Linked DNA regions of Drosophila melanogaster: region 1 is linked to region 2. A link is a contact called in public Hi-C data. All regions are on one chromosome and are shown on one strand. The core of a region is the stretch at or near the end of the contact, and the rest is flanking DNA. Distances in the headings are between cores, read along the strand shown.

What was found. Hi-C and Micro-C count contacts between places; a contact is called where the count stands out from the background.
Region 1: a Hi-C map of the Kc167 cell line shows a contact between it and region 2, with 4 times the contacts expected there. The contact joins the promoter of nrv1 here to the promoter of Liprin-alpha in region 2. A contact is called at or near these places in 66 of 107 Hi-C or Micro-C datasets (the Clone 8 cell line, the D17-c3 cell line, the Kc167 cell line and 22 more) and 5 of 6 datasets of contacts at active chromatin or transcription factors (the Kc167 cell line and the S2 cell line).

The regions. Positions count from the first base shown.
Region 1 is chr2L:6,785,118-6,790,584 of dm6, reverse strand. nrv1 (nervana 1) reads left to right here and starts at 3,724. Exons shown (of 4, transcript NM_057819.4): 1 at 3,724-4,303. The coding sequence starts at 4,171. It overlaps nrv2 (nervana 2), which reads left to right. Exons shown (of 8, transcript NM_057820.4): 8 at 1-815.
Region 2 is chr2L:6,719,994-6,725,401 of dm6, reverse strand. Liprin-alpha (Liprin-alpha,) reads right to left here and starts at 1,499. Exons shown (of 15, transcript NM_001273224.1): 1 at 1,318-1,499; 2 at 1,013-1,224; 3 at 306-575; 4 at 143-244. The coding sequence starts at 554. homer (homer,) reads left to right here and starts at 2,043. Exons shown (of 7, transcript NM_001273221.1): 1 at 2,043-2,209; 2 at 2,972-3,260; 3 at 3,316-3,752; 4 at 3,806-3,884; 5 at 3,948-4,214; 6 at 4,271-4,405; 7 at 4,460-5,408. The coding sequence starts at 2,205. The coding sequence ends at 4,378.

The sequences.
Region 1 (5,467 bases), core at 2,475-4,974, 63 kb before region 2:
CCGATTAACAAGAATCTCGGTATCAGAGGTGTGTGAGGACGATAAGTCTCGTCTAAGACAATCCTACCAGAGGCAAACCACCAGATGTTGTAGTGAAGATTGTGAAAGGTTCAGATTTTCGAATGTCATTAAAAATCCAAATTATTTAAACTTGTTTTCCGCGTTATAAAGCATACAAAATATATATTCAAGACTTGCAACGCCTATAAACATACAAATTTTGAATTCCAATAACTTTTTATGCACTTTACGATGAAAGTTAGACGTAAGATTGTAAAGCTAAACCACCAAGATGGGAACTCAATGGACAGGATGGAACTAAACCAGCCTGAATCTCGTTTGGCGCTGACCAGTAAATTTGGCGCTGACCAGTAAATAGTAAATCAATCAAATGCAACAAATTTACAGCAATTAATCCAAACTGCCATTTCCAATGAATTAACAAACGAATCCCTAGATATTACAAATTTATAAAGAAAATTTAAGAATCATTTTTGAGTCTGCCGCTATGTAACATGTAACCGAAAACAGACCAATTTTGTCTACCAAAAATCTAAATATTTACAGCTAGCTTCAGAATTTACCATATTTATTAATAACTTAGTCAAAAGTGAAGCCTATATACATATACATCACATTTTGATAGACGACAAAAGTGCAACATTTGGAAAACAGAAAATCGTAACTTCGGTTAACTTGTAAGCTTATGATATAATAATTGCGAAGATTGAAATTTAAGGAAATAAATTGAGACGGCTAAGAGACACAAAACACTTTCAATTCCTTTTCAATAAAAATCAAATGAAAGTAGTCAGAAAAGCAAATCCGTTTTATTTTTAATACACTTGGCGATATATTGACACAAGATTACGATAGCAAAATCACAAAAAAGATGTTGCTATACAGTTTCTCAAAATTATCAGATGGGGCATATGACATACTTTAGGATTTACGTAAACACTGATGTTTGCCCTGTAGGGTGATAAGATAACGCTGATAACACTATATCACAACCATCTCAGTCGTCACTTGACAATGGTCAGCCGCTGGCTGATAAATATACTTAAAGCCAGATCGATTGGCTTTTATTTATATATAATACGTTTTGTAGGCGCGCGGTCACATCGGTTTTTATCAGTCCGAATAATAAGTCTTCCAATTGCGTCATTTAAAATCATTAACGGAGCGCTGCTGTTTGCCTTTTGATATTGTTTATTTTTAAAATATCGAGTGAAGAGTATAAGCCGGCATATGAATATGATTATCACATTTGCCCTTCATTTACAATCTTGTTCGCTGCAGATTTCTCTTTCAGTGATCTATAAAAAATTCCTTAATTAGAGCGCAGAGACAGCAGTTTTCGATTATGTTTAACTTTTGCTTATATTCTCTGAATTTGCTAAAATACTTCTGTGACGTCAGAAGATCGACGAGGAAAATAGATTACTGGAATTTTGTATTCCAACTGTTTGACTTTTCCACTTATTATCGTATGCACAAATATGCCAGCAATGTACATTCGCTAATTGAGAGCTAATTAGCTGAATGACAGACCATTGTCCACAGAACCTAAGCCATGTAGCTGCTGAAATCAGTTGATAAATAAAAAAAAAAACCAAAGCCCATCCTCTAATGAGGAAGTTCTACGAGATTTAAAGATCGACACGCACACAGCAAAGTCTGAAAAATCGGTTTGGACCAGGATAAACTGGTTGGAGATATGCGGGAGATTTGAGGGAGTTCAGATGAGCAAAAGAGAGAGAGTCCAACAAGGCAGTTACTTCGACAGTTGACCGTTAAATGGATATAACCGGTCAAATCCAATTGGGCAATGTATGAAGTTACAGTATGTAGACTTACTTATCACCGGTAAATTATATACGTCATTCAAGAGGTATTTGTTCGTCATTTAGCTAGTTGAATGCACCCCTTAAGGGATTCGCAATTTTATTCTAGCCCGTGATTGCAGCTAACCAAATTATCATAGTTATTAAAGACCCATTTAGGATTAAACACCTCTCGTCTGACAACCCAATAAACCGAGATGCAGGAATTGCGCCTCACAATTGAGTTGACTCCACAACGTAGCCACCCTGGCGTTTTCAAGTGTCATTTAATCAACTTGTGATGATTACAACGATGGAGCACCGAGATACAATAACATAATGCCGTGGCCATTTATCCGTGCATCTCCATGCCCACAATCAGCAGCAACAGTCTAAGAATGAGGAAAATTGGCAATGGCAACCCATTGTTGGGGGAGTTGTGGGTTCATGTGGCAAGGGGCAAGGGGGTTGCCATGCAGAAGGAAGTGCACATTTAAGGGAATTAATCAACTCGAAAGTTCTTGACACTTGGCAACGCTTTAAACACTCGACAAAAAATCCTCGTAAATTTTCTACCATTTTCCCTAAAGATAGTGCTTATGAGGTTCTTTTTGAAATTCTTAAGCCATTATATGCAAATAGTTATGGAATATAAGAGTAAGAAACAGTTTATTTTTCTCAGTGCAGCGTTAGCATTATCCAGATGCTGATGACGACGAACCATGATTGAGGAACAATAACAAAGAAAGTTTTCCCGATTTCCGCGTGGAAATTTCCGAAGCACAGAGCGCCCAAAAAACTGATCCACCCGTTTGGGGAGAGCGTGGAAAAGCAAAACAAAGCGCAGTACAACACAGCACGCCAGCATAATGAGAGTAACAATGGTGGTGGCGATTGTTAGGGGGAGGGGCGTGGGTGGAGTGTGTAGTGGAGCCAATGTACTCAACTCTCCGCGCATGTCAACGCCAGAGTGGGAGAACGGGAGATAGAGAGAGAGAGTGCGACTTGTGCTAGTATGCGTGTGATTTTCTTTGTGCTTTGTATTTTAATATTTATAAAGCAGGAGCGTATCACATTCTTAGAGGGTGAAGTGCGGTCTAGGCTCCACAGCCTTTGAATGCAAAGCACTTAGCTGCACTGGCGAAAATTGCATGGCCCAAGCAACTGCCCTCGGGTGTGTTGTTGTCTGGCCACTGTCTGCACTCAATCATTTATTCTATTTGCGTAGCCAGCTAAGGAGATGGAGAGAGATAGAGAGAACATTAAGAGGTAAAACACACACGAAACCCCCAGCTCACACACACTCACACCTTAGCCACATAACCTCCCCCCTGGTCCAACGCTTTTGCTTTGGCCTTTTTCATGTTGCTTGGCAAAGTGTCGAATACGTTCAACAGCTGTCGACGTCACACTGCAAGAAAATTGACCCTAGATACGTGGAATGCTTTTTTGGGTCACGTTTCGTATACCCAATAACATCTGAGAGTTTAAACAAAGACGTCAGCCCACATTGCGGATGAGTAATGTCCTGTAGGAATCGCTTGCAACAGAATTCTTTCTAAGATATCACTCACATGAGCTTGAAATGGGAAACCAATGCGTTATTAGACTGCTTAATATCGGAAATAATAGAAATACCTACATATCTTGACGATCTTAAGAGTCAATTTGGTCAGAAAAGTCTTCTTTGCTTTTTACCTTAACTATTTATCTGAAAATGTACCCCGTTTTCCTCAGTGCTCAATCACTCTTATCTTGAAGCTTTTGTTGCGAGAACGCAAGAGATAGAGAGAACGAGAGAGAAAGAGCGAGGCGCGTGGTGAGCCTGTGTGAGTGTTGAGGGGCGAAGAACACTGGTGCTGAGTTTTCGCCTTGCTGGGTGACTTGGGGCTGCGTTCGGTTAGTTGGTGATCTTTCGCCGAGAGCGCAACACGCAGCACGCATCGCCATTCGCAGTCGCAGGAAGCAGGGAAACCAAGAGTTGGCAACAACTTCTCGTGGCTCCCAGCCCGTTTGTTTGTGCTTCTGATTCGGCTTATTTCGCCCAAAATCGGTTCTAACTTATTTTCCTAACTCTAAGACCAGTCGAGCAGTCGAGGCGCAAATAATTGCATAATTACACGTTTTTCAAAAATATTCAAGAGTACTGCGAGTGCGAAAATAAATGAGAATTCAGTTTCGAGTCTGCTGAATCATCGCATATACACAGCACAACGTATACATAAATCAGTTTTCGTAGCCTTCGCGCCGTCCACGTCATCAACGAAAAGTATAAACCAAATTTTCGAATCGAATCGAATACTGAAAAGCTAACCGTAAACAAGTGCGAAAGAACAGCGCCGCAATGTCAAAGAATAACGGAAAGGGCGCCAAAGGCGAATTCGAATTCCCGCAGCCAGCGAAGAAGCAAACCTTCTCGGAAATGATCTACAATCCCCAGGAAGGCACCTTCTTCGGACGCACCGGAAAAAGTTGGAGTAAGTTCTTTACAACTCTACTGAATAACAAACAAAATCAGTAGACAACTTCAAAATGAATGCCTGAAAAAGATTAAGAATTAGGTTCCATCAAGAGGATAAGACTAAAACCACTGTGAGTCATTTCTATTCTATCCATTGAGTCTGTTTGTGGTTTTTAAATACATACATTTAACATTTTAGAATTAGTTTTAACTCGAAAAATATATAATTTGAATGTTTGAATGCTAGTTCCCAAATTTCCATGCAGTATAGGCACTCCAGTACTTATCTGCATGCCCCTCCGATGAGATATCTGCATCCACTCCAAGCTCCAAGCACATAGAAACAAAAATGCGATTGTTTATTGTATATAACTAGACACTTGTCCGTCATATGGTAATGGAAACTATATATGAGGAGCGTGCGGTCGTATTTACAGGCTTATCAGTCGATTTGGCGAGTCATAGTGTGGGAAACGGGATGAGGTAAAGAAGCAACTACGGAAATCTCCGTTGCGGTGTCTCGAAAATGTTTAGTCAACGCCATAAAATAGATAAACTCATTACGAGACAACATGATGAAGTGGGATTTCTTAAGGCAGTCATAAAAATATTATTAAGAAATACAATCACCTTGAGCAACCGCTGGCAATGTGATAATGGCTAAGTGAAAAGAATCTAGAAAGTTTTAGAATCGAACATTAAACATATGTGTGTTCATTTGGCTACACACGTTCAATCTACTAAATTGTTGAATTGCCTTTTTAATTAGGCTAGCATATTTCAACGTTAATGCGAATTCTTGACTTTCGAAAATGGACACGGATCCACGTTCCCAAAGGGAGGGGAATTGGGGAAAACGTGAGGGATGAGGTGGTGAGTAGAGAGCACTTTGCTTTTATCGCCAATAATATTTGCCGTCTTATAATGGGTTCTGTAAACAGATTCAAGGTTTCGCACTGAGAGGCATAGTGAGATTTAACGCTCTCACAATATCAATGTACATATATCTGAAAAATATGCCGATCGCAGAACCAACTGCTGAAACACTACCAATTTTAAATAGTGTTTAGCAATTTTCTGAGTACTTCGCTTATCGGTAGCTCGAATGAAAAGTTCCCTTGACGTCATTTGTTTGCTTTTCATTAAGTTGGCCAAGTTCGCTTCAAGTTTATCGAATGTT
Region 2 (5,408 bases), core at 250-2,749:
GATATGTAATTTAGCAATGGCTATAATACCTAAATTAATAAATTAGTCTAGCAAATCTTGTCATGATCTACCTGATCTAACCATTACTCAATTGTCTCAGTAATTGAAATACCAAGGATCTAAATTTTCGAAAATCACTTACCCTGGTATTATTCCTCTCCGCCTTGAGCTCCCCAATCTCCTCGTCACGTTCCAAAAGGGTCTCCCGCGCTTGCGTCAGCTCCTTGGTCAGGGTGGCAAACTCCTAGAAAGATCAGGAAAAGATTTTAGGTAAACTGCGGTATCAGCATGCAGAGGCCACTTACTTGCGGCAGATTAGCGTTAATCTGTCGCTGCAGGCTGTCCCGCTCCTTCTCGACGTCACGCAGCTTGTTCTCCGTCTCGTTAAGCCGCTCCTGCGCCTCCCTCAGGCTGTCCATCAGCTTGTCCCGCTCGTCCAGCATGGAGACCATCAGCTGCTCAAAGTTGGCATCCTCCCCGCTAAACTGCGAGGAGCGCTGCGAGATGCTATCCTCGGATATCGTGGGCATTACGTCGCACATCATGTTCCACATTATTTAGTTGGGGCCGCCAGACTGTGCGAGACAGAGAGGGGAATAAAGGTTACAGGATTTTGGCTGTAGGTACATTTTGTGCGGAGATTGTACCACTATCGCTGTTACCGAAGCACAAAAACTAGACGCGTTTTTCTAAAGTTTCTTGAATTTGATCCTTGATCATAAATGAATTGGCGTGATTGAATTTTTGTCTGTGATTCCGCATATGGGAGATACTTAATGCTGTAGCTTCTTCTGCATAAAATCAAATTCTTTATGTTAATTGAATTTATAAAGTAAATTCAATTAATTCATACAAAATGTCCATTCTATGGAGTCCGGATATTTTACTACACACACACACGTTCGCTAGCCATTCCAATTGAAATACCCAGCATAGTGGGAGAAACATGTCTAATGAGACTTATCATAGGCGCCGCATTGATAACAAGTTTTCTACACCAACACATACGCACACTGTCGCAGGCGGGGGCACACGCACGGCATACACACTCACACGCGCACGCACACAGGCACAGTACTTTTTCTCTTTCGCATAACTGGCATATTTTGTGTGCCTAGGTGTGTCGCTGTCGCATTTTGCAATCACATATACCCGAAACAGGGTTAAACGAGCAGCAGGTGCGAGCTTACGCCGCTTTTAAATGCGTTCCAATGAGTTTTTCACCTGAAATTTCGGTTTAGTGGGACGGCGTTCGTGTGAAAAAAAAGAGGCTGCGAGAAAATCGCCTCGTACTCCTCGTTACGCCGGAACACGTACCCCGATCGATCGCACGGCGGCTGGGCAGCAGCAGCAACAACAACTCTGGCCGCTTTTTGCCCTTCGCATAGGTGTCCCGGCTGCTTTTAATTAAATAAACCGAATTCCAAATGGATTTTTTAACGATGAGAAACTGGTCAGTGTTACCAGATGGCAAAACGGCTAAAATCCGTAAACCAACCCTGGTTCTTCACTACAAAATGTACTACATTTCATGAATTTTTTCAGTGGTTCTATTTCGTCCAAAAAATATAGAAGTAAAATGTGTTGTTTTAAAGTTTTTGTGGCAGTCTATTTATGTTCAAAGCTAAATTATATGCAAATATTATTGCCGATCAGGAGTTGCCATTTGACCTATCGTCAAGTATTAGAAAAATGTGTACTAAAACTAATGCTGCCACACCGCACAAAGAAAACCATATCTAACAAATATTCAAACTACATGTAGGCGCACAACTAGACAGTCAAAAAAACTTATCACTTTTATCTGAAATTATTTTGTAACTTCCGTCATTTAAATGCAATGCTTCAACAGCTACACATGTTTTTGAAAAAATTACATTGTTATGGTGCCTTACAGACAAACATATTTAGTATTTATTTATCTTAATTAATTTGCAATTCGCTTTACAGCGATTAAATTATTCGATAAGAATCATTGCTCTTATACGAGCTCATGTGTTATCGATGCTTGGAAGCTAATAAATAAATCATCGATGGTGTTGAGCCAGTAAAAACATCGATAGCACCATACAAACATCGATTTTGGTTCCAGCTCTAGACATTTGTGTTTTATTTTTTTTAACCGTGAAATTCATAAGTAAAACCGACTAGCATTGGTATAAACTGCTGCGGAAGCACTCAGTCAGCGCCAAAGAACGAATACAATGGGGTAAGACCGATGGGCGCGGCCAAACCGGCCTAAACCTGCCGTTTTTACTGTGGGAAAAATCGACGCCGAACTAGCTGACATCTCCCCCCTATGATGTTGTTGTTGTTGCTGCCGTTCTGTGTGTAGCGGGCGGCGTAAATACATACATATATATGTACACAAACATACACCTACACACGCACACGCGTGGGCAGGCCAATTACATGTGTGTGGGTGTGCAGGTGTGTGTGACTGTGCAGGTGTGTGCGTGCGTGTTTTCCGCCCGAGAATCAAAAATCACAAGCAAGGCTGCGGAAAAGGCTTAGCACATAATGCAATTTAGTCGGCGGTCGACAGTCGCCAGCGATAACGGGAAGACACAAGTTATAGAGCTCAGCGAACGATGTCGGCGGATAGGTAATAGATAAGATATATATATGTATATGTGTACAAATAAAGGCACTGGAGGCTACCACGGATACGGAATTGATTTGATGGGGGCCCTGCGCCCCGCAACAAACTGTCATTGCATCAGGCCAGATCGCAAAAAACAAACATATATCGACCTACTTTATCAAATAAGGACCACGAGGATTATCCTGGGACTTAAGGACTACTAATTATAAATGCATTACACAGTGCCTGTTGACTAATAAACCACAGTAAAAGAATGCTTTGCCATAGTTTACTCACACGAGCACAGAAGCACAATTTATTGCCTGCTCTAAATGGAATTTTTAATTAATCACACGCTTGTCGCTTTAATCCCTTTATGACCCTTAGCGAACAACCGATTTTCACCTGCCAGGCGCACGTCTTCCACATCGATCCGAAGACGAAGCGCACCTGGATCACGGCCAGCATGAAGGCGGTCAACGTTAGCTTCTTCTACGACAGCTCGCGAAATCTGTACCGCATCATCAGTGTCGAGGGCACCAAGGCGGTGATAAACTCGACGATCACACCCAACATGACCTTCACCCAGACCTCCCAGAAGTTCGGCCAGTGGAGCGATGTGCGGGCAAACACGGTGTACGGCTTGGGATTTGCCTCAGAGGCGGAATTGACCAAGGTGAGTGGTTAGCATATGTCTCACATATTTATATACTAATCATATCGCTCAACAGTTCGTAGAGAAGTTCCAGGAGGTCAAGGAGGCCACCAAGAATGCCATGAAATCGGCCAACGGATCGAATGCCGTCACGCCCACCACCTCGGCGAACACGTCGCCCATTTCCGGGAGAGCTGTGGGCTCCATGCAGAACGACAACACAGCCATCGATCCGCACACTGTGGAGCCGCCCAACATGAGCAACACGAATACCCAGAACGCCAATCCGGACAGTCCTTCCCACAAGCTTCTAAATACCAGCGATGTCAAGGCGGACATCGGATCGGCCACGCCCTCGCCGCAGCCCACTTCAGGGGTAACTGGTGGCGGTGGAGTGACCATCTCGTCTGGCGGAAGCATTGTGGGCATGCACACGGGTCCTGGAGCCGGCGCCACCGCCGAGCAGCAGCTTAAGTACGAGAACGAGCGTCTGAAAATGGCACTGGCACAAAGGTAAGCAAAGCGTTGACCGTCATTGGCTCAAGGCAATAATGCCTTCTTTTCAGCTGCGCCAATGCCAAGAAATGGGAAATCGAGCTGGCTACCTTGAAGAACAACAATATACGGCTGACTAGTGCTCTTCAGGTAAGCAATAAGATAAGCTCACATTTATTGAAACTGATCGTTTTTGGCCTTTTTCTCCCAAAGGAATCAACTGCCAATGTAGACGAATGGAAGCGCCAGCTGCACACTTACAAGGAGGAGAATATTCGCCTCAAACGAGATATGGAGCAGCTGTGCGTGGGCGGCGGGGTTGTGGCTGCAGCCGGAGGAGGCGCCACAGAGGACGAACTGCGTCGTGAGGTGGCCACGCTCAAGGCGCGGACAGAACAACTACAGAAGGAACTTATGCAACAGGAACTTGAGCTTAAGTCGGCCAATATTAGCCTACGTGAAAAGTCCAATGACCAAACGGTGGGTAAAGCATAATAATCATGTTGAGTAATTTGCTAATGAAACTTTGTTTTTAGCTTGCAAAGTTGAGTGAGGTGAATGGTGTGTTTGCCAAGCATCTTTCGGAGTTGTATGGGGTGCAGAAGGATATGGAGAGTCTTATACAAATTGCCAAGTGCACTTGAGACACAGAGTTGGCGTTTATGCGAAAGGTTTGCGGCACATTGCCTTTTGAGTTTCGTCTTGTTGATTGGCGTTCTTTACAGGTTTCAGTGCAGGAACAGACTACAATGATTAATACTACAACGACATCATCGACAACAACAGGAAGCACGACAAGTAAACGTTATTTAAGCAACTTTCCAACCGCAGAGGCCGAGAGCACGCTCTCCAACGTCACCTCGATACACACTCAGCTGCAGTCGTCGCTTTACGAGACTCAGAACATGCCGCAGCTGAAGGCCTTGGACAAGCATTCGGCTTTGCTCCAAGAGCTTCATCAGCGGCAGGCGGCACCCAGGCGCAACTCAGCCTCTGCGGAAGCTGCTGCAGCCGGCTCTGGTGGAGCCAAAACAGCCACCATACTCGTTTCCAAATCAAAAACCAAAACTGGGCTGCCCCTGTTGCTGAAGAATTCCATTAACAATTAGAGAAATCCCAAAAAGAAAAACAAATATCGCAGGTAGAGAGAATTTATTCAGTGGCATTTTTGTAATCTTTATATTGGTAGTTTGTATACAAGGACAACGTTAAGAGTCAGCCATGGTACTTCCCCAATCCCCACGCACCCCCTCTTTTTGTTAACATTATTGGATATTTGTGTTTCCTTATCTCAAATTGAATGTATACCTATGCCCAGTATTTCGTCAAAATTCTTCGAGTCCTTGTGACACTGATGTAGGTCCAGATTGATTGATTCTCGTGCGCAGTAAAGTGCAATATACATTTATCTCTAGTATGTAAATGTAAACGATGATATTATGTGCTCTATACACTTTCAGCTGATTGTTAATTAATTTTTAATAAGAGCTTGCGATCGAATATAACCCGAAACTCATTTCCCAAAGAGAAAACCCAAGCATTTCTATTGAACAAAAGTCACAAAGATTATTTTATAAATGTGTCGAACTTTTTATAGTATTTTTAGATGGAACCTTTTGTATTCTCTAAATCATAGGCGTAAAATTTAAAAACTTATTTATTGAATTGTATTTC